Regions from separate parts of the Mus musculus genome. Here regions 1, 2, 4, 5 and 6 are each linked to region 3. Evidence: chromatin contacts called from public HiChIP or PLAC-seq and promoter capture Hi-C data. All regions are on one chromosome and are shown on one strand. Each heading gives the region's core, a stretch centred on a gene start, on an enhancer-like site or on the middle of the called end of the contact. The rest is flanking DNA. Distances are from core to core; before and after follow the strand shown.

Region 1 (4,298 bases), core at 33-2,532, 360 kb before region 3:
ACAATTCCATCTACTAGAGAATGGGTAGCTTCTCCCAGATCATATCCTTGAAGAACTTGACTCTTGTTCCCCTAGCAGCCTAAATTAGTTGTCAAAAGTTCCTCAGTTAGGGGCAAGACTTAATGAGAACTGCCCATCCATGCTGGAATTTTAGCTGACTTGATTTTGAACAGGTCATGTGATATAGTCACACCTACTAATTCCACATGCGCAATGGCACTGTCATGTGCGGCAAGTAATTTCTCCACAGGTGTCCACAGTCTCTAGGTCTTGCAATTTTTTCTACCCTCTTTTGTAATGACACTTAAGCCTTAAAAGGAAAGGGTGTGATGCAGTTTCCATTTAGATCTGCACACAGCAGTCTCTTGTTCCCTGCATGTTGAGCAGTTGTAGGTCTCTGTATTAATCACAATCTATTGCAAAACAGAAGCGTCTCTGATGAAGGCTGAGAGATGAACTCATTTATGACAATAAAAGTTGGAGCTTAAGGATATGGTTTAGTAATAGGCAAACTAAATAGACAATGGGATGCATATAAAAATGGATAAAAGAGAAGTTTTTAAAAGGCAGGATCTATATGGAAGCACTATGGATGAGAAATGTATTCTCGCCTGTAGCCTGAGGATTATGGTCCCTTCAATACGGGTACTGCTCTACAAAATCCAGAGCATCAGGCCAGTGTCACCACACACATGATCCTATAACGGAGGACTCCGAACCCCATATTCTCCGAGGGGCCCAGTTCTGATCTGATCCCCTGGAAAGTTCCTGTGCAGCGCTGGGTCAGTCTCCACGAGCATCTCAAGTACTCACTTAGAAAGGAAAAATTCCCATCTCGCAATACATTTGAATGACGGCATACATATTAACAGCTTGCAGGTTTAGATAATGGAAGCCTAGCTCTGCATGACTTCCAATTTCAATATGCTAACCAAGTGCTGGATTTTCATTGCAAAGCTCCAGGCCCAGGACCTGTGAGTCCAGCCTCAACACCTCACAGGCACTTTTTAATAACACATTAAAGGGAAGGCCAAGGCACCCTGGAAGGCCCTGGCAGGCAGCCACTTCTCCTATTAGTAAGCTTAAGTTACACTGTGGTGTTCTCTCCGGTTTCAACAGGAACCTAACTTCAAAGAGAAAATGGGCATGACTTACATTTTTATGATTTCATTTTATTTTAATGAATTAAAAAAGCAAAGTACGGGTCTCTGAACACCTCATGTCCACTCGTCTCCTAGTCATAATTACAACTTGAATAAATATTTTCCTAAACACTTTTAGAGTTTTCCTATGTGCTGGCTACCAATTGCTGAAAGGTACCTCAGAACATGCTAATCCCAAAGTAGTAAACTGATGCTGCTGCTGTTTTATCTACTGTGCGACAGGGAGAGGGGGAGTAACCATCAACAGAAGATTCAAATAACCAGAAAGTTGTTTACCAATAACAATCAGGAAGCTTGCTAAGTTTAGTGTTAGTTAAGAAAGAGAAAATTATTTCAGAGAAACTTGGACACCCTTGTTTTTAATTGTCTATCCAACTTGACATTGTAGGTTCTTTAAATTTACCATAAAATTTCTGGTTATTAATAATTCTAATTAGTTTTTTTTTACATATTTCTGCAATGTTATAAAAACAATTTCCTCAGAAACAAGCGGTTTTGCTTTTAGCTCTCTCCTTGTTTCTCAGGTATAAAAATTAGCACTGCAAGAAGAAGTGTAGGCATTCCAGGTTTGGTGGTATAATTATTCTAATTGGTGTAAAAATTCAAATTTGTACTGAGTGTTAGGCTGACTCAAATGAAATCACCACATGGTTGGAAATGCCAAATATAAGCAACTGTATATGGCTTGAAGTAATATTTACTGAAACAGAGGGTTTTTCAGTAACACATTAGCTGTCTTATAGATTATATCTTGTGACTACTACTCAGTTACTGGCATAAACTAAGCAATAACATTTAAGTTACCAGATTCAACTTAAATTAAAGTCATAACTACCTACCATAAGGAGTTCATTTCCAGAAGATTAGTATTTATAATATTTATATCCTCTGGTTACTCAATATGAAAAAGACTAGTAAAGAAAGCATACCCTATACAATATGCAAATATAATATAATAGATAATTCTAGTTAGTATCATTGCAAGCTGGGCACAGTGGAACTTGCCTGTTACTTTCACTACATGAGAAGTAATTCTTAAAATCTGTAATGGTAAACTTAACAAGATGAAATTAATACTATTAAAAGGACAGCAACTGAAGTCAATGTTCTGTTCATGGAAAATTATACAGCATGTTTTTGTTTTAACCATTACTTATTTATTCAAAACATAAGGTTTTTCCTTCCCAAAGTTCTGAGCAAAAGACATTTAGGTACCTAACATTGCAGTTCACAGTTTTATCTTAGCCTGGACTTCTCTGAAGTGTGACTTCTCCTGGTCCTAAAGCTATTTGAATATTTTTATTCTTTTGTTGTTTTTATGCAGGCAGTGGGTTCAACATGCATTTATGGCTCATTTGTACATGAACAAATTTAGTTCTCCCAATCTGATACATGATAAGCAATGCAGCTTATAGCTTTTGACGGTAATAGGAACAGAGAAACATTTATTGTAACTTATAAAGCTGTTGACTTTAACAGTCAGAAAATGAACTTGATACTGTTTTAAATCTGAGTTTAAAACAAGCTGTTGTATCTTAGGACCCGGTGAGAAGATCTCATGTCATTTACCACTTTATACTGAATTGCAATTATGTCTGTAAACACTAAAGTGATTTTAGAGACCTCTAAGCTCCACAAAACCAAGAGCTATTCCATACTCATCATTTTATGTTACAGCAACGCTCTTCAAGCTTAATGTGCAGAGGACTCACCCAGGGATCTTGTTAGACTATAAATTGTTCAGCTGTGCTGGGACATGGCCTGAAACATTGCAAAGCTAACCAACTGCAGGATGCTGCTGACACTGCTGATCAGAAAAACCACACTGTGAGCAGCAACAGTATGCAGCACCCAACTAAAGCTGTCGGAACCTAAAATGATGCCTAGTAGCTTTGTAGATAGCTGACAAGATTGACTCCCTACAAGGTGCCAAGTACAGTTAACAATTCTCAAACCAATGAAGACACCTGGCTTCCCTAGCACATGGATATCCTAGAAGCACTGCAGTTATTGTCTGGCAATAGGGCATCTCCTCATATCCCTGCCAAAAATCAAAAGATGGAGAGGTGGGACCTTGGCTTCCCCACTGTTGATCCCCAGTACCTTGAACCTAAGGACTCTTAGAAGGTACAGTGCTTAGGCACAAGCTCTAGGAGTGTCTGTCTGCTCTCAGTCCTTTTTATAAAGAGCTCTGTAAAGATCTTAAGATGGTCAAGTGCCCATCTCTCCCTCTGAGACCCACAAGACATAGTGGAGGCTCATCTTTACCCTCTAGGAAATTCTGGGGAGATCTTTCCAGATGATGTGTTGACAAGAGTCTGGACAGAAACTTGCCCAGAATCAAAAGCAGGAATCAAAAACCACAGCAATGACATCCCTAAGAATGAACAGTGGCCTGGACCATGGTCACAGCATTGGAGATGATGCCAGTGTGTCCCAGGACACATACAATTGGCACAGTAAAGCCAGCAAGAATTGAAAACAATTGCGTATGGCATCTGGATAAATGCAAGGTATCAAAGGTAAGTGAGGTTTGGGGCCTTCATACCTAGGAAAATAAGGAGTCTGTTTATTAAGTGCAGGAGGTGTTTGGAGAGAGCAGTGAATGGGTAACATGATTTTTTACAGTAGACAAACCATCTCTGAGGTCAGCGCAATTTAAGGAAGAAAACGCATTGCAGTGGTGGAATTATTTACCATCACACTACACGTCCTGCAACTCCTACCATGTTAGCCCTCAAGTTCGTCCTAGTCTGTCTTGCTCTTCCCAGATCCTTCCCAGGCTGTCTTCTGTTTACTGGGTGCTTTGCTCTCGCAGAGGAATGCCGCTTTTGCTTCTTCCTCCATTATGGTAACTTACCTGTTACTGTTTCAACCCTGTTCTAAATCCCTGCTTGCTGTGTGCTTTCTCCTCTGCTCTGCTCCTCTAGGATACCCGCACACCAATGTTTGTTTGTCAGCAATCATCGTCAGCCACACCTAAGGACACTAGACACTGTCTTAACAATCAAACTATTCAAAGTAAACTTTTTAATATGAAACCAAATCTACCACTAAGTATCAAGAGCTGCAGTGGAGCAAAAATAATAGTAATAATAATAATAATAATAATAATAATAATAATAATAATAATAT
Region 2 (4,684 bases), core at 1,118-3,617, 330 kb before region 3:
GGGAGAAATATCTCTAAAGCTGTGAAATTACCTTTCCCCTCACTCACACACTAGCTCTATTTTTGTAGTTGCACGATTAATCTAACAGAAAAGCAGGAGAAGTCAATGCCAGATTTCTAAAATGTCTGACTGCTCATCCTGGTTCTCTCTAGCACCCTCCTGCATGACCCAGCCACTCCTAGCGTGCAGTGCATCAGTGTTTCCCATTTGTTTAACAGCAGCGCCACATATTCAATAAGGCTAACCTGGATGAATGTCACCCACCCTCTGCACAGACTCAAGAGTCACAAATGTCACCAAACAGAAGCTACCACCGAAGCATGGCTAATTTACCAAAAGAACACTTCTATTTTACTGTCTTTGCCTAATATTTATTTCATTACAATGATACCTCTACCCTACCAGGCTCAGGATTTGTCAGGGTTTATGACATATTTCCAGATAGTAATTACACATTATTAAAATTCACTCTGATAAAAAGTATTGCCAGAAGAAAACTCTTTTTCATATACTTCATGCTAAAAGATTACCGAAAACTTTCTCATTCAGGAAGACTAAGAACGGAACCTTGCATGCATTTTGACTGTGAATATTCGAAACAAGCTTTTTTTTTTTAAAAAAAATTCAGTAAGTTGTGAAATCAGACAGACAAGGGAAAAAATCTGCTGTGTCTAACTAATCACAGGCAGGTTACTTCATCTGTCTGTGCCCTTGTCCCTTATATATAAAGACATTAACAATGAGTATCATAGACAGACACTGGACAGACTAAACCAGAAATTCACACAGTACAGATGTCAGCCATATCCAAACTGCTCAATACATGCCTGTATTATAAAGAAGGAAGGGCACAGAAAAGACCCTCACCTCTCAGTTTGTCACCAGCCTCGGGATTTCAACTCTGTCATTACAAATGAAAAGAGTTATTTTGTCAGTTTGCAGTAGCTAAAGAAAACTAAGGCAGCCTGGAGATACTTACTCAGAGGAAAGAAAAACCAAAGCTAAAATAGAGGCAGACTCCCAGGTAAAGCAGAACTGTCCATTCCCAGCCTCATCACCCCTTGCAGGGATCAGAAGGCCCATGCAGGGGTCACTGCTCTCTGGTCTGCTATTCCTGGCTATGTGAGCTTTGACAAATCTTTGCAATGCCCCCTCCTCTCAGAGAGAAGATGGACAGGGGAGCTCTGACTATTCCTTTTCAGATGTAACCCCAAGGACAGCTGGAGAGAGGGGTGTGGCAAAAGTAAGGTATTCTTAGGGGTCCAAGACAAGATTTCTCAATTTCTATTGAGATAGAAGATAAACCACATTTAAAACAGTGAAGTATACAGAAACAGACCGAATCCAGCCTTACTGTAAAAATTACAGTTAAGTTTGTGGGGTCACACTGTTTCTTAGCATTTTTCCCTAGCTGTCTGTAACTCTCCCTTAGGAGACTGGTACTGTTATCTTCATTTAAGGTGGGGACGCTGAGGCATGAAAAGTTTAGAAACTTCTCAAGAAGACTATCTATAATGAAACCAAAACTTTGCCTGAAATGAATGTGGTCCCCAGAAGGTAGCATCTGGTGACACATTCCCCACTCTTTCACTCACTGGGAAACCATCCTCAGATCCTGAGTCCTTCTTCCCACCAGTCATCATTCCAGCTGCTGGGACAGAACTGACATTCATGAGTTGGTATGACAACGTAGGGAATTTTAGGTCTCTCTCGCTTAATGTTTACAATGGACACTTTCAAACTAATATACGCACCAATTCCGAAGTAGGTGCACATTACCGTGTTCCATGTGAAACAACAGCAGACCCTACAGTGGAGGCTAGGGAATAGGTGCCTTGTGAGCCATGAGCTATACATTCACCTGAAACTATCACATTATCAAAATGCTGAAGGCAATAGAATAGTTCAACTCTATAGGTAACTGAAGACCTTAAACTGCTTTAGGTCTGAGTTACATCGGGCTGTGCAGACAATGGCCCCCATGGTAAGACTGATAGCCCAGATCTGAAAACAAATGAACTTCCCAGTAGAAGCTTTTGCCAAGTCTAGAATTGTCCCCAGTCTGGAGCAGTAAACACTTACCGAGAGCTGCATTTCACTCACGCAGTTCTTTTCACTGCTGCTAATCAGAATCCCTTTTGTTTCCCTTGGTACAGGTCTATCTTCCCACACCCTACACATGATTACAGACTATTTGCAAAGGGAAACTTAGAGACACCCGGCACGATACTCTTTTCAGGGCTCGCTTAAAATCTTGAAAGAAACTCACCCGTTGTGTTGTGCATTCCTTCTTGGCCAAAGTGTGCCGTGGTTTCGAAAGCGAGCCCCGTCCTTCTGAACTTTTCTGTATCCGTTATAATATTAAAGAGCCACAAGGAAGGGAAGTGGTTAGTCAACTTGCTAATTTTATCAGTTCCCCACCACTCCCGGTTAAACAGTACCTGATGCTACAGACAAGAAATCAGTGTTGCAGTTAATTTCCCTGCCACGGCAAACCGGGAAGCAGAAGGAGGGACTGTATCTGGTTTGTAGCACAAGACACTCAATGAATGAACATCTTATTACTATTAATAAGAAGCCTAATAAATGCCAGACGCCAGTGATTCAACAAAATGAAGAGGAGGGACGAGAATGTCAGCTCATACTCCAGGAAACTCTGTATGGGTGGGAAGGGGGGGATTTTAATGCAGAGGACGTGTGGGACGTGGCTGGTGTTTCATTTGTTGATAAATTATTCTGCACTGGAATAGAGCCAGTTTACCGGATATAGAAACTTCCACCACTGGGGGCCCTGGCTCAGACCACTCTTCCTCTAGAGCTTAGTAATTAACAGACAGGACAAGGGAGAAAATGTGTGCCTCTGGATAAGGAAAATTTAAACACTCTCTGGAGGAGCAGCCATGAACTGTGTCCTGGAAGTCAAACTTGACAAGAAATGAGGAGAAAATATAGACCAAGAGACAGATTTTTAATGAAACAAAATGCTTTTGATGTTTCCATCCAACTCTGAAAGACTGCAACAAATATAAAACACTGCTGCCCCAGAACCCTGGACCAGGCCGTTTCCTGAGCTACTTAAATGGCTGGTATTTGAAGTAAATCTGAAGTGCTCACTTTGAAGTGCATCCCCCACCATATCTAAGGATTATGGAATTAGAGAAAAAAAGAGAGAGAGAATGTCTGCAAAGCAAATCATCTGGAAGGCTCATTAACCCTTGCTGCAGACTGGCTGAGAATGCATTCCCTCAAAGACATCCTGACAGATTGAAATCATGTAAAGTGACAAGGTCAAAAAGCCGGGCATGGTGGCGCACCCCTTTAATCCCAGCACTCGGGAGGCAGAGGCAGGCGGATTTCTGAGTTCGAGGCCAGCCTGGTCTACAAAGTGTGTTCCAGGACAGCCAGAACTACAGAAAGAAACCCTGTCTCCAAAAACAAAAAACCAAACCAAAACAAAACAAAAAACCAGTTAAATTCCATACTCTGGTGCAGTGTGAGCAAGGAAGGGCTCACAGGCACCCTTCCTTTACTACTATCCCCCAAATCAGTATCACTACCCAACTAAATAAAGGAGGGCAAAGAGCATGGAGAGCATTGCCCTTATTTCCCGTAAGCCCATTTTCTAACTTACATTTAAGGGAACGTGCTCCTTGATGTGTAAGTGATATGCAAGGAGAGCCCTACGAGGGGACCCTGCATAAGAAGCAAGAGCTTTAGAGCTCCACACACTCCCCACCCCCATTCCCACATGGACACCTGACAGGTATTAAGGTGGGAAGACATTCCTGGGAGCGCCACACTTCCAAAATGACCCTCTCGCTCACAGGCACACCTTCTCCCCAATTCCTCACAACTCCTCAGACTATCCTCTTCTGCAGGACACTGCAGCCCTTTGGACAAGCTTCCTCCCTACTCTAAGATGCTGGAATAGCCCTATCTGAAATCTTATAGCATAGGTCACTATTCTCTCTTTCCACTGAGGAACTATTTCACTGTGACATATGTCTAGAACACTGAAGGCCTTGTTACAGTTTAGGACTGCCCTTGCTGCCCACTGAGAGCCACCTTTAAGCTTTAAAATAATAGAAGCTCTACATTAGAAACAAATGTATTGATGTAACTAAGATGAAACTCATGGATTATACAACCACAAGCTACATAGTGTAATTTTTAAAAATCAGGATGCTCCCAAGAATGAGTAGTTACACACTGAAGAATTCTTCAGGTGCCTGCACTACCATCAATGAGTAAATTTGAATTGAGGTAAGAAGCCGGTTCTTGCAAAGAGGTAAGAAAATGAAAAGACTAGAAGGTTCCTACATTGATTAGATATAGAACAAATAGAGTATTAAAATAAAAAGTGAAAAACAAAGAGTTATAGGTACATTATAAAAGATGGGGAAAATAACATGAACAGAAGTCCAGATAACATTGAGGATTAGCCACACACTATCAGGTGCTAGAATGATGGGTCGGCTGTTAAGATCTCCATCTGTTCTTCTAGAGGATCCAAGTTCAATTCCCAGCACTCATGGAGCAGCTTATAATGCCTGTAACTCCAGTCCATATGTTGATTACTCAAGTATCATCAGAAACACTGGAGTCAGTACTATGGTTGTCCAAACAGTGACAAGCCCATAGTAAACCTTCAAACAAGACAATGGGACTATTAGTTGGAATTACC
Region 3 (4,398 bases), core at 1,377-3,876:
TTGGAGGAACACACTGAGACTCTATGTAAAGACAAAGAGTAACAAGAAATCTAGAGATATAGTTGATGGGTAGAGCTCTATTTTAGCAGGCAACGAGGCCTAGGTTCATTCCTAGTGTCACCAGGAAAATACAAAGTCTGTCCTGACACCTGCTAGCTCTGCAGTGACTCAAAAATACAAAATAAGAGTATTCAAAATTAAGTTTTAAATATTTGAGTTTTCAACACAGAGGATTTGTTTCTAGCTTCCATTAGGGTATTTTCCTGAGGTCTCGTAGGAAATGGCTCACTATTCATGTAAGAAACATTGAACATCCACTCTGTGCCACATGCTGGTCCAGTGTTTGGGGGCATTGAGGCAGCATAGCTTGAATACATGATATTCCTGATTTCATGAAGCCTGTACTCTACTAGACGACAGAAAATAAGAAGGGAACCAGCAAGTATAAGTACTATGAGAAGGAGAACACAGCAAACAGAGAAGATGGTAGGTGAGGGGCAACACAGTAAATGTGAGCCCAGGGCAGGGTTCCTTGCTGGTACTGGTAAGAATTCTTCTGAATAGAGTCAATTGTACTAATTATTACTGTCTAGCTGTGCTAATTACTGTCACAGGACAGTGGGATGTCCAGTTATTACAGGAGCAGGGAGTGGGCCTGAGTTGTTAGAACAAACTGTGTAGTTGAAATAACTTGTGTGGGGTGTTGGAAGAGGTGTGTGTGGGCAGACAATCAGCACAGGATTTTTTTTAGGTCATACTCAAAGATTCTGGCTGGGAAATCTGATCGGAAGGACTAGGAATCTTGCTTTGTTCCCAGGCTTACAACGTTCTGAATGCTTAAGGCACACCCATGTCACAGCACAGGTTTGTGTGCAAATCCATTCTGCTTTCACAAGGGTCTCCCTTAGCTACGGATGGCCTTGAACTGGCTTTGCTTACTTATTTCTAACCTGACAGTAACCTTGTATTTCTAACTCTCCAGGCATCACAGCCCAAGTGCTGGGATCACAGGCATTTGTTGCTACACCTGACTTAAGTGGTCCTGGGGATTTAATGTTGGGCTCTGAGCATGTTCAGCTAGGGCTCCTAGTTTGTCACCTTTAAAAAAGGGAAAACATCTTATACAAAAGGAAATTGATGGAAAAAGTGGAACAGAATACCCAGGGAAGCCACCTAAATTACAGTTTTAATTCAATAGTCGGTATTTTAAACATTAATGAACCTTCTGCATTCTTATTTACAGGATGGAACAGTATCTTCTTTCAGGTTCCTTGTTGTCTCTTCTCTTGGTTTCTCTCAGTATTAACACAGTTTGCATTTTCCAATCTTGTTTCCTATTTATAGATTAATCTGCCAGTGCTTCAATTATATTTGGTTGTATTGCAGACGTTAGAATGCACTTGTTCCAGTAACAGAAAAATTATATATATATAAGTTGCCCAGTAAAAAACAAACAAAAAAACCCAACTTTGCTATAAACTCACTGAATGGAGCAGTCGGGGCTTTTCTTCAAAGTCTGTATGACATCTTAAATGAAATTTTATTTTGGGGGACAGAACAGAATAGAGATAACACAGGGTTTGTAATGCACTTGCTTTATTCACTGTGGTGAGAATGAGTACCTCCTTAAATTACATTTAGCACAATAGTACCATTGTTAAGTGCAGATTCCATCACAAAGGAAGTAACTACTGGCTTTAGTTTTCCACAATTTCTTTTATAAACTTTTTCTTCTTCTTTTTTTTTTTTCCCGGTAAGAATGAGATACAAGTGTTTTATTTTTCAAGCCCAAACACTTCTCAGTTTCACTGTAAATTGGTTTGTAACAGCAGAGGCATGAAAAGAAAACTACTTCACGGGCAATTCAGGAAGAAGCGAGTGATTTTTACTGTCATTCCTGTAGAAGTGGACCGAGATAGTTGTCACGGTATCAGCAGTTCTAGCCACAGAACTTCGGAGTTCAGTCTCATTTTATTCGTAACTACTTACAGAGACACATGCTGAAATGCGTTCACTGTGATATATAAACATATATATATATATATATTTTTTTTTTTTGAATTCCCAATAAAGCCATAGAGACTACAGCTACCGGGCAAAAGCTGCTTGATTTTTAAGACTATGAAAGAAACACTAAGCCTTCAGGCTTGAGCAGGTTCTGGCCAATCAGCAAAGCAGTAGCCCTTAACTCTGCCAGGATCGGGGTGAAGGCGATCTGCCCTGATCGCGTCTACAACCTGTCGCGCACCCAGCACAGGACTTACTGAGCGCTGGGAGCAACAGAGGCAAGTTTCGGCCGAAGTTTCGGAATGAGGCGCGGCGCGGGCGGCAGTTTCAGGTCACCGCGCTGCGGAGGGGACCGCAGCCGAGTGTCCCGAGCACTCTACGGGCTCCACAGGGTCGGGGAGACGCGAGATGCCAGTTTCTCCGCCGGCACCCAGCCTCCGCTGCGCCACCAGCCCGCAAACCCGCCACCACGGTGGCCCGGGATCCAGCCCGCAGAGGAGGTCCCGGGTCGCGCGCGGCCCAGCCCCCGCCGCCGACCCTGCGCGCGCCGGCGCCATGGAGACAGTCACAAGACGCTCGCGCCCGGCGCGCCAGCCAATGGGAGCGCACGTCGCGGGGAGACGCGGACGTCGCTCTTCCAAGATGGCGGCGCGTCCGTCGCGAGCAGCCGGGCCGGGGGGAAGCCAGCGAAGCCGAGTAAAGCCGCCGCCCGGGACAGGACTGAAGCAGCAGTTGCCGCCGTTGGCGGCGGCCCGGGCAGTTTCCGCTGCTGCTACGGCTATTGCCATGCGGCGAGGCTAGGGAGGACCTCACTCCCCCGGGGTGTAATGATGTTAACAGAGGTAAGCGGCGCCCACTGTTTACCTGAGAGGCGGGTGAGCGGCCGGCGCCAGCCCGCCCGTCACCGACGCCGCTCCCGGCGCTGGGCCCGACCGGAGCCGAGGCCCGGCCGGCCGGGCTGGCAGCCGCCGGGTTCCCACAAGTGCCACCGAGTGGGCGCGGTGCTGACTCGGCAGAGTTCCACCTCCTCCTGCCGCCGCTCCCCTTCGCCCGAGCTGTCGCTCCTTCCTGGAGTCCGCTCCGCCTGCCCCGAGGCGGTCGTGGTCCCCGCGTCCCGGTGCTGGCCCTTGTCGGTGTCCCCGGCTTGCAGGGCCCTTCCCCTCCCGGCTGGGTCGGGTCAACCTCCTGGCGGTGGCAGCCGGCCTGAGCCCTACATTGGCTGCTCCGCGAAGTGAGCCAGGTTCCTCCAGCCACACTCGCTGGCCTCGCGCCCTCCTCCCCTGCCCCCACATCCCGTCACGTTCCTTCAGTCCCTGATCCCAAAGTTCAGTTTGGCATCCACCTTCCTGACCCGCGGATGGCCCCCTTGCTTCTCTCTGTGGGAACAGTTTTTCTCATTTGACCTGAAATGGAAGTAGGGCAGCAACGACGAACCAATCAGTTTCCCCTTCCTTAGTGCCCACTGTCCAGTGCAAAAACCAGACGTTTGAAGAAGTAGAGTTTGCCTGCACTAGCAGTACTTTAGGGGGAAGAACTTAATCGGTGCAGCTAGTTTAGTGACCAGAGGTGACATAGCTGGGCGAATGGTCTATTGCAGGTGTTGGATGTCTGACGCTTGTAGATTGGATAAAATCCCAGAGGCTGCTCCCTTAAGGTTCTGTGAGGATCCTAATGTCAGGGACCGGTTTGAACATCTTTGGGAGCTGATGTGAGGGTACTAAACCACGTTGATGGTCACTGGGAAGCAGTCCTACACGGGCCAAAAAGGACATTTTGAAATGGAAACATTGGAAACAAGTGGATTTTACTGTGTGAAAAGCGATGGCACAATAGGACACACTGGGTTCTCCAAGTTTTGGGAACTCGTCTAACTAAGTGCCTTGTACCTTAGTATCTGTTTTCATCTGTGCCCAGATTCTGGCAAACACGACGTGCCTGGGAAACCCCTATTGGTTGATTGTTAACTTAGGAACTACACATTTCTAGGAGTTAGACGTTCACTTTACGTTTCCTAATTCTACATATTTCCGAAGTTACTTACATTGTCACAGACTATGGTTATACATTGTCCTTAGTTGTGGATTTAAAAAGCAAGTAGCATCCCAAGTTTATTTTACTCTGATACTTAAGTGAGCAGCTGCTCTTACATCAGTATTAGTAACTTTTCAGTGGTGTCTATAATATATTAGCATGAAATATCTTTTTGATAAAACTTATTAGAGTTTTGATCTTTTCACAGGAAACTAGTGTGCTAATACAAGGGTACTGTCTTGATTCGGATACCCAGAGAGGATTCTAAACATCTGCATTTTATAGGACTTAATGTTTCAGTGAAGCCTTTTAAACAGGTCAGAGATTGTAGTAAGCTGTCCTTATGCTGTGTGTGTACAT
Region 4 (4,681 bases), core at 279-2,778, 390 kb before region 3:
CACACTAAACACATAGCCAGAGGCAGCCTTTGCAAGCTGAGACTCCTCACAGATGACTTGCAGGCACACAAAGGATAGCTAGAGACAGGATATTTTACTGTCTAATTATGTTGTCACCACCTAACTGAAATGTGAAGGGTGCCCAAAGCTATTGTGAGAAAAATATAACTTATCTTGAACTTCCCTCTTCTTCCATTATGGAACCCATTTCTACTCTGTCCTGCATGCCATCTCAGACAAGGGCTGGTTTCTGTGGCTTGTCAATTCCTGGTTACGCAGTATCTGTTCCAAATGAAAGAAGTTAAGTCAGAGCTGATGATTTCTCAGTTTTGTTCTTGTGGGACAAAGTCAACTTGTGAATGAAGAGCCTCTGCTTGGAAAAGTTAAACGATGACAAATATATATGTAGGGCTTCACAAATAATAATTCAATTATCACATCTATGACAGTGATACTGTCACCACCAGCTGCTTTTGGTGCCAATGAGTCACAAACAGGTTAATTCGGGATCACAGAACTGGGATGTGATAGAGCCGAGATCCAAATTTAGTTTAGCTTCAGAGTCTTATTTCTTGGCGTTTTTTTACATTAACTTAATATGCTAACAAATAGGTAAATACCCTGCCTAGCAAACTATAAATATCATTAATAATATTTTAAATGAAGTTAATATTTAGATCATGTCTCTATAGTCCATAACACACAAAATTATTAGAATCTCCATGGACCTTGGAAATGCTGCAAATTGGAATAAAATATAAAGTAATTTTGTGATAATTAGAAAATATCTAATCTCATTAGCTTTTAGGAGAAAACACCAAGACATAGAAACAACAAAAATGGTGGATCTGTAGTTAACAGCAGTCGTTGCTATTCGAGAGGACCCGGGGTTTGTTTCCCAGTTTCCATGTGGTGGCTCAGAAGCATCTGTTGTGAAGATCTAGCGCACTCTTCTGACCTCCATGGGTGCCAGGTATCACAAAGTGCATTTATACACACATAGTCAAAACACTCATACATATAAAACAAAACTAAATAAATCTTTGTGCATGCAGTCAAAAGACTCATAAAAACTACCAAAATACTAACATCCTTCTTAAGATCATGAAGATAAATTGTATAAACATATAGATTTATTCCTCAAATATCAAGGACCTCATTAGATATGAAGGAACCTACATGTCGCATATATATATATATATGTGTGTGTGTGTGTGTGTGTGTGTGTGTATATATATATATATATATATAAACCATCATCACTTTTAGTAATTGTGATGATGTATCTCTTAACAAAGGAAGGAGGAAGACAATATGCCTGGTGACTTCCAATGGAACCACAGAGGTATCATCATAAACAGTCACATAAAAGCCATGTACACAAAATACACAAAATGAATTTCAGGCTATACTGAGAAAACAATGTTCTTGCATCAAGCACTGGCTGGCCTGCTAGCCAGGTGGCTGGATTTAGAAACCAGAAGGCCCCGGGGAAGGCAGTCGTCGGTAACTACAAAGCTAATGTGGTCAATGCCCGGTGTCGTTATGGGGATTAGAGGGGGGTCACACTCCACAGCAGCACCTGCACAACTATGACATAAGCTTCTAGCTGACATAAATCATACTCTCTCTGTTTTGAAAGCAAATAATAAAATAGTTGTTCCATGTCTCTTGACCTTTACTTCTGGGAAACTTACATTTTTCCCTTTTTTGCTTTGGAAGGAAACCTCCCCAGCCCCTCCCCTCCTCCCCCCACCCCTGCCACAATGAAACATACTCAAAACACCCATTTCTGAACACATGCATAAAAAGTCATCTCCTTATCTCCAAAGTAATTCTAAACACCATTAACTTATTATGTTGCAAAGTAGCTTAACATAAGGCAGAAAGGCAGGAGGAGAACAAGACACTCAGAAAGACAGACACCAAAAGGAAAGCCAGGGGTTAATAGAGATGGAGACCTGTAGCTGCCCAGCTGAAGATGGAGAAAAACCACTGAGGCATTTCCACCGAGAGCTGCTAAAGGTTACTTAACAAGAATGCAGGGAACGTGCTGCACACTTGGTTTCTAGATTCATCTTTCCCATAGAATCCAATTATGCAAAATTGCACTTTGCCCAAGCCTGCTTCTCAAGTCAGCTTTAACTTGATATAAGATTCAATGAAATGAAAAGAGAAGACAGAAATCACCCTGAAGTCACTGAATTAAAGATATGTTTTATAATTGCAGACATTTATAAATCCAATTTGCCATAAAAGCAAAATGCAGAGTGGTAATGTGACAGGAAGGGGGAAACCCACTGAATGAGCATTATCCTGTGTCTATACTATAGCTTCTGCTCAGAGACAATAGCCAGGCCTGCTATATAGGGAGCATTTTATTTGCATTCTAAGATTCATACTCACACACATGATGGTTCTCTAGTGTCTCAGAGAAGACCAAGGGAGCTGCGCACATTATTTATAGTGAATGGCTGACTTACGAGAGAGAAAAATGATCTTTACAAAACAATTAAGGGTCAGTATATTGGGTACATGGACAGAAATACCAGCAAAATGTGTGCTGTGCACATGGACATATAAACCACCAGCAACAGACTTAGCACATAGATACATAAACCAGCAAGAACCAGGGACAATATTGTGCAAAAACCATGGGCCAAAAAGGGGCAATGCTGTGCATGTGGACACACAGTGCAACAAAGAGCAGTGTTGTGTACATTGAAACATAAGCCATCAAGACTCAATACTATGAACAGAATATATAAATAATAAAAGGGTGGTGCTGTGTATATTTAGACACAAAAGCAAGGATCAGTATTGTACACATGGACACATAAGCCACCAAGGGGCAGTGTTGTACACATGTACACATATACACACTAAAACAAAACAGCAAGGGGCAGTGCTGTATACATAGACCATAAACCACTAGAGGAGTCATCTTTTTTTGATCCACCAGCACAGAAATGCTATGCTCTAACAAATAACCCAGGAGATTCTCATTGAAAATTTTGAGACTTAGTAAAGTGCACCTGTGGCTTTTTTTTTATCCTCCTATCTCACCTAGTTCCATTTTAGAAAGAAAGAGTCAAAATGTTTGGCCTTTTAACCCTTCACTTGTCTCAAAATCACATACTTAGGGTCCTATTTGAAAAATAAATAGAGAAGGCTGTGAATTACTAACTTAAAAATGTTTTCAGTGAATCAGCTTTGAGTAGATTAGTGGTTTTCAGCCTGTGGGTTGCAAACCAATGGGGGTAAAACAACTTTTTTCACAGGATCCTCATAACAGATATCCTACATATTAAATAGCTACATTATGGTTCATAAGTAGCAAAATTATAGCTATGAAGTAACAATAAAAATAATTCTATGGTTGGGGGTCACAACATGAGGAACTATATAAAAGGGTCACAGCATTGGAACGGTTGAGAACGGCTGCTTTAGATCCACGATTATTTGAGCAGAATAAGAGTAAGCACAATTCACATGGAAGCTGTTGGACTTCCTTTTCCATTACATTTCGTGTCAATGTCTACCGAAGGACGCTTAAAGACAGACCATCCCTATACAGTCTTATAAAGTGACCCCTGGCTAAGCATCCTCAAAAAGTCCTGTTCAGATTGTCATAGTGTCAGGGCATCTTACTCAGTATTTTATGGCTTAGCAACCGAGCAAAAAGTGTGACCGGCGACTGCTCATTTTCCTTTCCTTTCTGGGAAGAGAGGGGAAACCATCTTCATTTGGAAACTTTTTAATATGTGTTTAAAATACTCACAGCTGTGTATTCTGGCAATTGTCGGGTGGAGCAAAGACTTTGTAGTGCTGTTAACTGGGACTGGCCTGGGGGGCGGGGGGCATTGCACTAACATGGTGAATTACTCTGTTTAGTTTGCTCTATAAAGAAGCAGTATAAAACATTTAGTCAGTATGATACAGAGAGCAAATATGAGCTATAGGTTTTGTTTGTTTTTGGTTTTGTTTTTAACCCTCCTGCCTATGGTAAGATGTTAAAAAGAAAATTAACTTTCCTAAGAGGGATCCTATTATGATTTGTCACAGACTCTCACATGAATTCCCCCTATGTTAGTCTAGTATGTTATCACAACAAAGTAGCCAAGACAAATTATAAAAAGCTAGCAGTTCTGAAGTAAAGAGAGATCAGCCCTAGTTCTTGGGCCTACATGGTATGCACTCACTGATAACTGGATATTAGCCCAGATGTTCAGAATACCCAAGATACAATTCACAGACCACATGAAGCTCAAGAAAAAGGAAGACCAAAGTGTGGATGCTTCAGTCCTTCTTAGAAAAGCCTATGAGAGGAGATATAAAGACAGAGTTCGGAGCAGAGACTGAAGGAAAGGCCATCCAGTGACTGTCCTGCCTGGTGATCCATCCCATATACAGTTACCAAACCCAGACACTATTGTGGATGCCAACAAGTGCTTGCTGACAGTAGCCTGATATAGCTGTCTCCTGAGAGGCTCTGCCAGTGCCTGACAAATACAGAAGTGGAAGTTCACAGCCATCCATTAGACTGAGCACAGGGTCCCCAGTGGAGGAGCTAGAGGAAGAACTCAAGGAACTGAAGGAGTTTGCAGCCCCATAGCAGGAACAACAATATGAACCAACCAGTACCCCCAGACCTCCCAGGGACTAAACCATCAACCAAAGA
Region 5 (4,750 bases), core at 5-2,504, 490 kb after region 3:
GAATGAATGCATCAATACAGACAACTCCTAAATGGAACCCTGTCTCAATCATGAATCTCTTTTCTGAGGGGGGAAAAAAAATCTCCCATCTCATACAAATAGCCCATGGAAATAAAGACCAAAGCCTGTAATCTCTGTCAGAATTGGCAAAAAAAAAAAAAAAAAAAAAAAAAAAAAAAAAAAAAAAGCAAGGGGAAATGAACTACAGGTAGAGAGTAGAAATAACTTAGAAGTCAGTCTAGTTCTTTTTCCTCTTCTTAATGATTTAAAATTTTACAGACCCAAAAGCACTCCAAAAGGAGGAAGAAAACTGCACCAAAGAGTGGCTAAGAATGCCACCAAGCTGCCAGGGCACCTGTCCACTGCACACTCCAACCTGCTATCAATTCTGCGCCTACACCGAGCCCTGCAGAACTGCTGCCTAGGAAGTAAATGAGAGAGCAAAACAGAAAGCTAGGCGCTAAGAACAGAAAGACATTCCTTCAAAGGCACAGGTCCCCTCCTTCAAGACAACACGTGTTTAGCTCTGCCCAACATCTCACCTCAGTGAGCTGTCTACTTATCCTCCGTGTCCCCTAAAGCTCACGGCAGCGGAGATCTAGAGTGGAGGATTTCCAGGCAAGCTTAACTAACTAAGCTAGAGCGGCACTAGGTAGGTCAGAGCTGTCAACGAACCAGCCAGGGAAGGTCGCTGAGCAGTAAAGGTGCAGGTGCCTGAAAGCAGGATTTTTTTTTTTTTAACGCATTGGTTGAGACTCAGCTCCTGGATGGCGGCACGCGTGGGGACCTCCCGCACCCTCGGAGCGCGCCTGCCCGCCGTCACTCACGTTTTCTGCACCGGCTTGCGCCGCTTGCGGCTGGCATAGGTGATGTTGGCGCCGCTGCTCATGGTGCCCGCGCCCTGCCCGCTCCACCTGCGTCCCGGAGGCGGCGCCCTGCCCGCGCTGCGCCCAGGTGAGCCGCCGCCGAGGGCGGGACGACCGCGACGCGCAGGTGCGGGCGACAGAGGAGACTCGGGCTGCCCGAGCTGGCCGCGGAGGAGAAACCCGCACGCTAGCCGCGCCCGGTCCCGAGGGTCAGGAGGGGCCGCAGTGCTCTAGGGCTTCCCGGCTCCCGCGCTGTGCCGCGGCGTCGCTCACAACCCTGCCTGGCAGCCACCCCCGAGTCCGTCCACCAGTTCGTCCTCCGGGTCGCTCCGGGCTGAGCCTCTCCGGGACACGCGTGGGGCACCGAGCGTCAAAGGGAGCGCACACACACGCTGCCGCCCGCCGCGAGCCCGCTCCTCCGCAGCCGCGACCCCGCGCAGCTCCGCCCCGGGCTCCAGCCCCGCCCCACCTGCTCGGCCCCGCCCCTCACGGTTCCCAGGAGGGCCCCACCCTCTTCGCAGCACGTGATGACGCAGGACGTAGTGACTCCCAACACTTCTTGCAGTCCGAGGTTCTGGGGGTGGGGTGGTGTTCGCCCAGTACCTGTTTTCCAGCCTCAAAAGGGGTGTGAGGCCACATTATGCCTAGGCAAATTCCTTGTAACCCAGACATCAAGATTTACCAGGCAAAGAGCTTAGCTCATCCTAGAGTTGAGTCATCTAATTTTTGACAAAGATTTTACATTGAGCTGGTAGATAAATAACTGCGACTGGAGAGCATTCTAAGGGGAAAACTTCAAAAATGCCCTGCAAAGTTAGTTGTCTTGAAGGCTACGAGTTTTATAATCCTTTTCCCTCCCACATTTATTTTATGTCTACAGAAGACAATAAAACATCGTTTCCTCCATCAGACTTCAGGAAGATGAGAAGGAAAGAAGCACAGGAGTGCTGAGAGCATGAGAAATTGGAGGGTAGGTACTGAGACTATGACCAGAGACCTGAGTTTCTGTTAGTAGTACGGTAGAGCTGATGGGAGGAAAAAGAAAAAAAAAAAAAAAGATAATCTAGGAACAAATCATAAAGATTTAATGAAGAAATTGGGTCTCATTCTGCAGACAACAGAGAGCTTTTAAAGGCGTAATTTGGAAGATGATGTTCCATCTTTCTTGGGAAAGTCACTGTGGGAAAAGGTGGAAATTCTGTTACTCAGGAACAAAACAGATGGAAGAGAGAATCGCTGGGAAATTGATGAAATCGACCAGCTGCAAGACCAATGGCACAGCCATGGGGATGAGAGAAAAGAGACAGCAGAGATGATAAAGGAAGAGGGAAGGTCGCTGTTAACCACCAAAGAATAGAGGCAGAGAAGTGAATTTTGGGAGTCAGGTAGGTGATGCTGGACATGAAGAGATAGAGATGAAGTCTGATGTGTTTTATAGATTTGAGAAAGAGATCAGAAGAGAGGATACACAACAGCAAGGAAAAGGATAGCGAGAAAACTAAGAACAACAAATGGTGCCCAGGCTGTGGAGGAAGAAGAACCCGCATCACTGTGGGTGGTTGTAAACTGGTCCAGCCACTGTGGAACTCTGTATAGAGTTTCTCAACAAATTAAAAACAGATCCACAAGATGACCTGCTATTCTCCTGCGCACATACCTGATAGCCCTTCATTCAAAACAAGTGAGAAGTGGACCCAGACTAGATTCACATCAACCTATGGATGGATAAATAAAATGTAGTGCGTCTACACAATGGCATTTTATGGGACTCTGAATAAAACTGAAATCATGGCATTTGCAGGTAAACAAGTGGAACTGGAGGCTGCCGTGTTAAGCATGGCAGACACAGAAGGCAAATACCATGTTTTCTCTAGATGTATGCTCTAGATTTTGATTTTTACACATGTTGAAACTAGGAAAGCGATCATGAGAGTGGAAAAAGGAGCTCTTGGGTTGGAGGTGAGAAGAGAAAGGGCAGGAGAATACACATGACACAGAAGGAGAAGAGGGGATCCTGTGGGAGCAAGCAGAGCAGCAGGAGTGGGGGAAGGAATGGGGGGGGGGCGTCCAGCAGAATGGGAGCATGGTAATTCATACATTTCATTAAGCCCATCGCTTTGTGTGCTAATATTAGAAACAAATTTAAGAGTTAAAATTGATAGTTTTCTCAACTATGTTTCCAGCTGGGTAACAATGGCATGAATCACCAGAAAGAAATTATAAAGCTGGCCTCATGCTTCTTAGGTTTGAAATAGATTTAGGACATCTAAGGAAAGATGGTAAATGGGGCAACCTGTGAGGTAGAAACTGGAACTGTGATCGAGAAGCTGTTTGCTATTGGACAAAAAAGAGAGTGTGGTGATGCCCTGTGGGTACTGCAAAAGAACTGCCAGGACTAAAACCTGGAAAGCTCAAGAGCCCCACCCCCACTCCCCACCCCCCACCCCCCACCCCGAGAGCTGGGTCCACCGGTGGAGTGGAAGGTGAAAAATGGCCCCGTTATTTCAACAAGGAAGGCCGAGAAAAGAGAACAAAGATTCACTGACTAGTGTGAACTATTTTGCGAGGCCCCATTGTTAATTACTAATTAATAATAATGTAGTGTTGATTTAATGGGAGTGATGAGTGGGGTTGTTCTACTTCTTTACAAAAGATGAAGAGGTCATTGACTTTGTGAGGAAAAAAAAAGACAAAGGTGATAAGTAACAATAGATACTTATAGAAAAGCAGAGAAAGTGCCCAAGCAGAAATGAGATCAGGGCTGTGGTGGACTTGCTAACAACGAGAGCAGTTCTTGAGGGGCTTTGCTTTGTAAAGTCCCCCATAGCTTCTATAGGGCTTCATGGTTCCCACCTGCAATCCCGGCACATAGTGTGCTGAGTCAGGAAGGAGTCTACAAGTTCAAAGCCAGTCTAAGCACCAATATTATTAGCCTAAGTATGATTTTTTTTTTTTCTGAAATGGGGGGACTTGCACAGAATGTCTTTACTGAGTCCTTTAATAAGGTCTTCCAGGTGATCCAACAGTTTGGGGTTGAGTGCCATGTAAGTTAGGGGAGAAAGGATAGATGAGTTACACTGAGTAGACTAGTAAAATTTACAGTGGAAATAAAATGAAAGAGCATTTAGCCTTAGCTATAGAAGAATGTGTATGCCCTGTGATTGGTAGATTTCATTTTAATTTCATTTTAGAAATATATACATTAGAAATGATCTTGGAAATGACAACAGGAAAGTGGGAATCAGTGTTTTGTTTCCAGTGTATAAATCCCTGAAAAATAACTCAGAACTGTGGGATGAACATGCAGGAAGTGATAATCCTGCTGAGAGTTGCCTTTTACTTAAGGCAATAAATAAGTAAAATAAATGAATGAATAATTAAATAAAACAAATTTCTAAAGAAGACCATTTACACTGATCAGCAAATCCAGAAGTACAGGCCAAACATCTCCACGTCTCCTTTTCTTCCATCTCCTTTTCTGCATAGATGGAACAGATGGGACACATGATCATTCTATCCCAACATGCATTGAGTGGAAAAGAACAATTTCCTCTTAGCATAGCAACCAGAAATGTAAAACACATTAACACAGTCCATCAGAACAGAGTGGATAAAGTCAGAGCTCCTCCACAGTAAAGGGTTGTACTAAATGAGCTAAACTCTTGGTGGGTTGTTGTTTGTTTGTTTGTTTTCATCTCTTTTTTAAATGGTAGCTCTTTTCCTATCATACTTCTGTGTCTGGTTAAAATATTATTTATGAGTCACATCATTTATGTCCTCATATCCACTCTTAGGCAATAAATCTTTGTATAGCCAAGACTAACAGTCTAATGTTCACAGTGAAATTTTAGAAATTCATTTCATTTCAGTAATGGCAGCAAAAA
Region 6 (4,302 bases), core at 1,792-4,291, 270 kb before region 3:
GAAAGGGACCGAGATCTTGCTTTTTTTTTTTTTTTTTTTTAACAACAGTAAAATTCTGTCACTGATCACTCAGCTAGAAAGGCTGGAGAGCTGGTAAAGATGAAGGCATATAAATTACAAAAGGAATCCAAATGCATTAATGTCAATGTTTGGGATATAGATCTATGAATGAAATTGAGATCAATCAATATATGAGATGAAAACCAGTTTTGTCCATTTTTAAGGTTTTTTTTTTTAGTACAACCTGAGAGCTTTTCAATACATACATTGAATAGAGAAAATATATTTTACATATAACTTTTTACATGAGCAAACTTAGTAATTATCTAAAGGATACATTCTAGTGGTGACTCAGGACAAGTAGTCAATGAAATCTGGCAAAACATGGCAAGGAAAAGGACTCTGACAGGACAGGCGACAGTCTGTGATGATGAATTCTCCCACAGGCCATGGAATGATGTTGAGCATTTTGCTCAATTTTATTGTAGTCAGAAAAGTCCTTCTGCATAAAAATAACTTGTTTTATAAATTAGCTGTCAGATCCTTGAAGAAACCAACCATGAACAATTTGTTGTTGGTTATATTTCCATTATTGTCACCATTTTAATCCATACTTCAGTGATTAATGGCTTTCTAAGAAAACTTGTTTGAAGGATAAAGAATGAAATCCGTTAAACGAAATCCGACCTGACAAGACTCATTTCTCTTGGGGTCTCGTCTGTACAGAGATTCCTATGGCATAATTAATGGTCCAAGAGATGAAACAGGACTCCTATTCTGTCATGTCTCTTCTATTTAAGTCTTCAAAAATGAAAAATAATGAGAAAAGGTGTAAAACAAATTGCTTGATATGCCAAAGAGCAGAATAATCCCATTAAAATAATTAGAAGCTCATTTCAAATTATGAAACACCATTGTCTCACGGTAGGGAAAGCTCAGCCTGGCTGATCCTTTGGTGTCTGTGGGCCCCATTTATGGCACAACCATTAGACATGTTTGAAAGCACCTGCTCTCTGAATGTCCTTAAAAAGCCTCATGATACACCCCTCTCAGAATAAAAGTCTCTAGAAAATCAAGCTTTCAAAATTTATACTTCTAAGATAGCTTATTCCTTTACTTTAGCTCATATGTATCTAAAACAAATGAGTTTAGAATACATAACTATTATGATAAATATGCTTTTGAGAATTATGTTTGCAGGTATAGGGGACATGAAGGGTTTTTTTGTTTGTTTTTGTTTTTTGTTTTTTGTTTTTTTGTAAGCATTAGATTTCTCACTATGTAAAAATAAGAAGACTAATGCAAACAGTAGCTAAACTCTGGTCTGGAGCCAACTGAGTCAATGACATATGTCATTTCTACAAACAAAAAAAAAGAAAAAAATGAAAGAAAGAACGAAAGAAAGAACGAAAGAAAGAAAGAAAGAAAGAAAGAAAGAAAGAAAGAAAGAAACAAAGAAAGAAAGAAACAAAGAAAGAAAGAAAGAAGGAAAGAAAGGATTTTGCGAACAACAGGAGGAAGAGAGATACAAGGATTAATTAGAATCCATGCCTCTGGGGACCTCACAGTCTAGTGGGGAATGAAAGCATGAATAGAAAGAACTGGGATAAGGGAAAAGTTTGAATTGCTCAAGCAAACACATGGGAGGAAATCATTAGCCCTAGCCAGGATACATCCAGCTCCGCCACCAAGGTAACAGGAAGAAGTCTAGGATTTTGTAAGATGTGGAAGCTTGGGGTGGCGATAAAAATTCTTTCTTGGGGAGAGGTAGTAACTGGAGTAACAAGAGGAGAAACAAACTACGGAGAGAGGCTTCGTTTCCCCAGCTTCTGACTATATTGGAGCACTGAGAGTTTGGGGATTTGAATCACACAGCTGCACAGTAAGCACTCAGCTTATGTTAGATGAAAGAAAACCACCCCAACTAGGACAGACACTGAAGTGCAAGATTCTACCTAGGAAATTACAAGTGATTTAAACATGGAAATGAACACTAAGCCTCATTCGTATTTGCTCGGATGTCACATCCAATAATCCTGATCAGCATACAGCAGGGACCACTTCGCCTTCAGTGCCAATGACTTTGCCTCCAGCACCAATCACTCACTCCACTTCCGGGGCCTATCAATCACTTCACCTTCGGTGGAAATGCACTGCTTTTTGTTTTGCTTCTACATAAATCTAACCTACGTCTCAAGAATACGTCCCTTCATATGTTCAGGTACAATTTCCTATGATTCTGTCAACTTAAAACAGTGGGCCATCACATTTTATATTCAAAACAATATGTTACGCTAAGATGAACTAGCACTCCAGTGGATATATACAAATAGGAGTTGGATTAGCAAATCCCCAGTAAGAGATACCTTGCCAGTGCTAAAGTGCTTAAAACATCAATGTATATGTTTCCTCCTCCATGTACATCTCTTGACCCCTGTCCCTTAACTCTCATACAGAAGGCTCTGACTATGTATCCTCCCAGGAGTAAGAGCTAGTCTTACTCTCCCATTTCAGTCACCGTTTACTCCTACTTTGTATTTGTGAGCTCTACAAATGAAAACCCTTTTATTCCTAATAACAAAAGGCAGTTTTTCACCTTAAAGAACTTCTAAATGCCTTTGCAGTCGATCAAGCCCCTGGATCTATCTGGATTTCAGTTGGTTATAAACACTAGCTTAAATGTGACCAGAACCCGGGGGTTAGAGGTACTCAGTGGCCTTTCATCTATCACCCAGTGAACATAGAGTGGATAATCCTGCACACTGAACCACGCCTGACTGGCTTTAAGAAAAAAAAAATCCAATTTGTATCTCTGAGATGACTTGGGCAGGGAGGCACAAAGCACAAGCTCCATAAACTAGACTGGCTCCTAATTCTCCTGGGATGCCAGAAACTTCAGGGAATGCAGGAGCAGATGTTGCATCTTCTAAGAACTGCGTCACCCAGCAAAGGGCTGTCTGCCAGCAGGTTCCCTCTCTCTGAGCTTGTTCCCAGTGGAGTCTCCTTTCCTAAGTATCAGCTGAACTCCAACCGTCATCCACTTTAACCTTAATTGTGTAAGATTTTTCTGAGGGTTGAGATACTTTTCTTGTTACTTGAGATCTGTGTAATATGCTGCTGTTTACCTGGGATTTTTCCTTATGCTTCTTACATAGCTCTAGAGTCTCCAACAAATAATTGTGTTGTTAGAAAGCTTCAACTACATTAGTATCCCTATTGCTGCACCCGGTAAATAAAGTTGATGGGGAGAGACTTTTAAAAATCAATGTTTTAGAGTCTTATGCATGCATTTTGCTTCAGAAATAAGATTTAAGGTGGCTTAAAATGCAAAAGAAGAACATCCATTAACTCAGCACAGAAAATCCAAGTCAAACAAGAACAAAGAAGAAACCACCAGAAAACACAAACTTAGGAAGATTACTTCATTTGAGGACAAGGCTTAACTGAGACATCTTGCTTCTTAATCAGAGGAATGCAGTGGAGCATTTAAGACAACTTCATTTTGAAGCTGAGATCACAGGATTTATTAGGGGAGTCTTTCCTCGCCATTCTAGAAGTAACAAAGTCACCAAGATTCTCCAACAACAGGTTTCGTGAAACATGCAAAGGTATCTTTAAGGGCACATGGCTGGGTGCACACTCTGTGCAGGACACCACACCCCAAGTTCTAAATGGCCCTCACTTGTTTAAATGATGCAGCAGCTACCTTAGTGTGAAATTACTAATAGTTCCCTTTCTCACCACCAACAAGGTTAGTACAGATGATCTATGGTAGATTTGCTTTCAAATTCAGTGGGAGTACAGTAGTAGCTAAGACGGGGGGGGGGGGAGGTCCCCTCCCCATACATGCTATCAAGAACATGTTTAAACATGTTTTTAAACTAGTTTAATAATCTTAACACTATTCATGCTCTGGGATTGGCAGGGCTTTCCAAACGTTCACATTGGTAGGTATAAGGCACAGAAGAGGTTATTTTGCCTTCCCTGTGTCATAGATTCTTGCTCATAAATTCTAAGAGAGCAGCTTTTGCTGCTGCTTCTGTTGCTGTTGCTTGGTTTGGTTTTTTGTTTTGTTTTAACTTCAGTTTTTTTTGTTTGTTTTTGTTTTGTTTATTCATCAGAGGATTTTAATGAAACTTAAGTAAATTATAACATTAAAAAAATGCTCAGGCTAGTACACAGCACATCTGAACACTTTGTAAAAACGTTGTTGGCAGCATTCATCAAAACCTTTACTGTAAAAACATGTCCTTAGGGAACTAACTACCTCTCCCATGTCTGCCATCTAATCAACTCAATAAT

Evidence for each region. Promoter capture Hi-C pulls out the DNA fragments that hold promoters and counts their contacts. HiChIP or PLAC-seq counts read pairs in DNA pulled down with a chosen protein or histone mark.
Region 1: an H3K4me3 HiChIP or PLAC-seq map of bone marrow-derived macrophages shows a contact between it and region 3, with 4 times the contacts expected there. The contact joins the enhancer-like site here to the promoter of Snx13 in region 3. A contact is called at or near these places in 8 of 39 promoter capture datasets (the 3T3-L1 cell line, cranial neural crest, embryonic stem cells and 4 more), 4 of 484 Hi-C or Micro-C datasets (bone marrow, bone marrow-derived macrophages and nephron progenitors) and 14 of 115 datasets of contacts at active chromatin or transcription factors (the 230-238 cell line, astrocytes, bone marrow-derived macrophages and 9 more).
Region 2: a contact with region 3 is called in an H3K4me3 HiChIP or PLAC-seq map of the 230-238 cell line, with 21 read pairs. The contact joins the enhancer-like site here to the promoter of Snx13 in region 3. A contact is called at or near these places in 4 of 39 promoter capture datasets (the C10 cell line, liver and pre-B cells), 3 of 484 Hi-C or Micro-C datasets (B cells, granulocyte-monocyte progenitors and macrophages), 13 of 115 datasets of contacts at active chromatin or transcription factors (the 230-238 cell line, acute myeloid leukemia, astrocytes and 9 more) and 1 of 9 other capture datasets (liver).
Region 4: a contact with region 3 is called in an H3K4me3 HiChIP or PLAC-seq map of pro-B cells, with 6 times the contacts expected there. The contact joins the enhancer-like site here to the promoter of Snx13 in region 3. A contact is called at or near these places in 15 of 39 promoter capture datasets (the 3T3-L1 cell line, 3T3-L1-derived adipocytes, the C10 cell line and 10 more), 1 of 15 datasets of contacts at CTCF or cohesin (large pre-B cells), 6 of 484 Hi-C or Micro-C datasets (bone marrow-derived macrophages, myocytes, nephron progenitors and 2 more), 23 of 115 datasets of contacts at active chromatin or transcription factors (the 230-238 cell line, DN3 thymocytes, acute myeloid leukemia and 16 more) and 2 of 9 other capture datasets (adipose tissue and liver).
Region 5: a contact with region 3 is called in a promoter capture Hi-C map of liver, with 4 times the contacts expected there. The contact joins the promoter of Ahr here to the promoter of Snx13 in region 3. A contact is called at or near these places in 2 of 39 promoter capture datasets (both in liver) and 8 of 484 Hi-C or Micro-C datasets (CD4 T cells, embryonic stem cells, liver and 1 more).
Region 6: a promoter capture Hi-C map of the C10 cell line shows a contact between it and region 3, with 3 times the contacts expected there. The contact joins the enhancer-like site here to the promoter of Snx13 in region 3. A contact is called at or near these places in 5 of 39 promoter capture datasets (the C10 cell line, cranial neural crest, frontonasal cranial neural crest and 2 more), 3 of 484 Hi-C or Micro-C datasets (B cells and pre-pro-B cells), 7 of 115 datasets of contacts at active chromatin or transcription factors (the 230-238 cell line, bone marrow-derived macrophages, embryonic stem cells and 3 more) and 1 of 9 other capture datasets (liver).

The regions. Positions count from the first base shown.
Region 1 is chr12:34,682,554-34,686,851 of GRCm38.p6, forward strand. The region is part of intron 3 of Hdac9 (histone deacetylase 9); the gene reads right to left. Among named protein-coding and RNA genes, the nearest start is that of Gm46347, 100 kb to the right of the region's middle. Within about 2 kb of position 1,283, at least 17 of the 459 cell types and tissues checked have an H3K27ac peak or open chromatin away from gene starts, as enhancers often do. A contact at or near this core is called in bone marrow-derived macrophages and embryonic limb bud, where this site is marked.
Region 2 is chr12:34,712,009-34,716,692 of GRCm38.p6, forward strand. The region is part of intron 3 of Hdac9 (histone deacetylase 9); the gene reads right to left. Among named protein-coding and RNA genes, the nearest start is that of Gm46347, 73 kb to the right of the region's middle. Within about 2 kb of position 2,368, at least 52 of the 459 cell types and tissues checked have an H3K27ac peak or open chromatin away from gene starts, as enhancers often do. A contact at or near this core is called in the 230-238 cell line, B cells, bone marrow-derived macrophages and 5 more, where this site is marked.
Region 3 is chr12:35,044,563-35,048,960 of GRCm38.p6, forward strand. It overlaps Snx13 (sorting nexin 13), which reads left to right and starts at 2,627. Exons shown (of 26, transcript NM_001014973.2): 1 at 2,627-2,849. The coding sequence starts at 2,835.
Region 4 is chr12:34,658,708-34,663,388 of GRCm38.p6, forward strand. The region is part of intron 3 of Hdac9 (histone deacetylase 9); the gene reads right to left. Among named protein-coding and RNA genes, the nearest start is that of Gm46347, 130 kb to the right of the region's middle. Within about 2 kb of position 1,529, at least 12 of the 459 cell types and tissues checked have an H3K27ac peak or open chromatin away from gene starts, as enhancers often do. A contact at or near this core is called in the 230-238 cell line, DN3 thymocytes and pro-B cells, where this site is marked.
Region 5 is chr12:35,533,735-35,538,484 of GRCm38.p6, forward strand. Ahr (aryl-hydrocarbon receptor) reads right to left here and starts at 1,255. Exons shown (of 11, transcript NM_013464.4): 1 at 828-1,255. The coding sequence starts at 889.
Region 6 is chr12:34,773,435-34,777,736 of GRCm38.p6, forward strand. All of the region lies in intron 3 of Hdac9 (histone deacetylase 9), which reads right to left. Gm46347 (a long non-coding RNA gene) reads right to left here. Exons shown (of 2, transcript XR_001780600.1): 2 at 21-4,302. Among named protein-coding and RNA genes, the nearest start is that of Gm46347, 12 kb to the right of the region's middle. Within about 2 kb of position 3,042, at least 4 of the 459 cell types and tissues checked have an H3K27ac peak or open chromatin away from gene starts, as enhancers often do.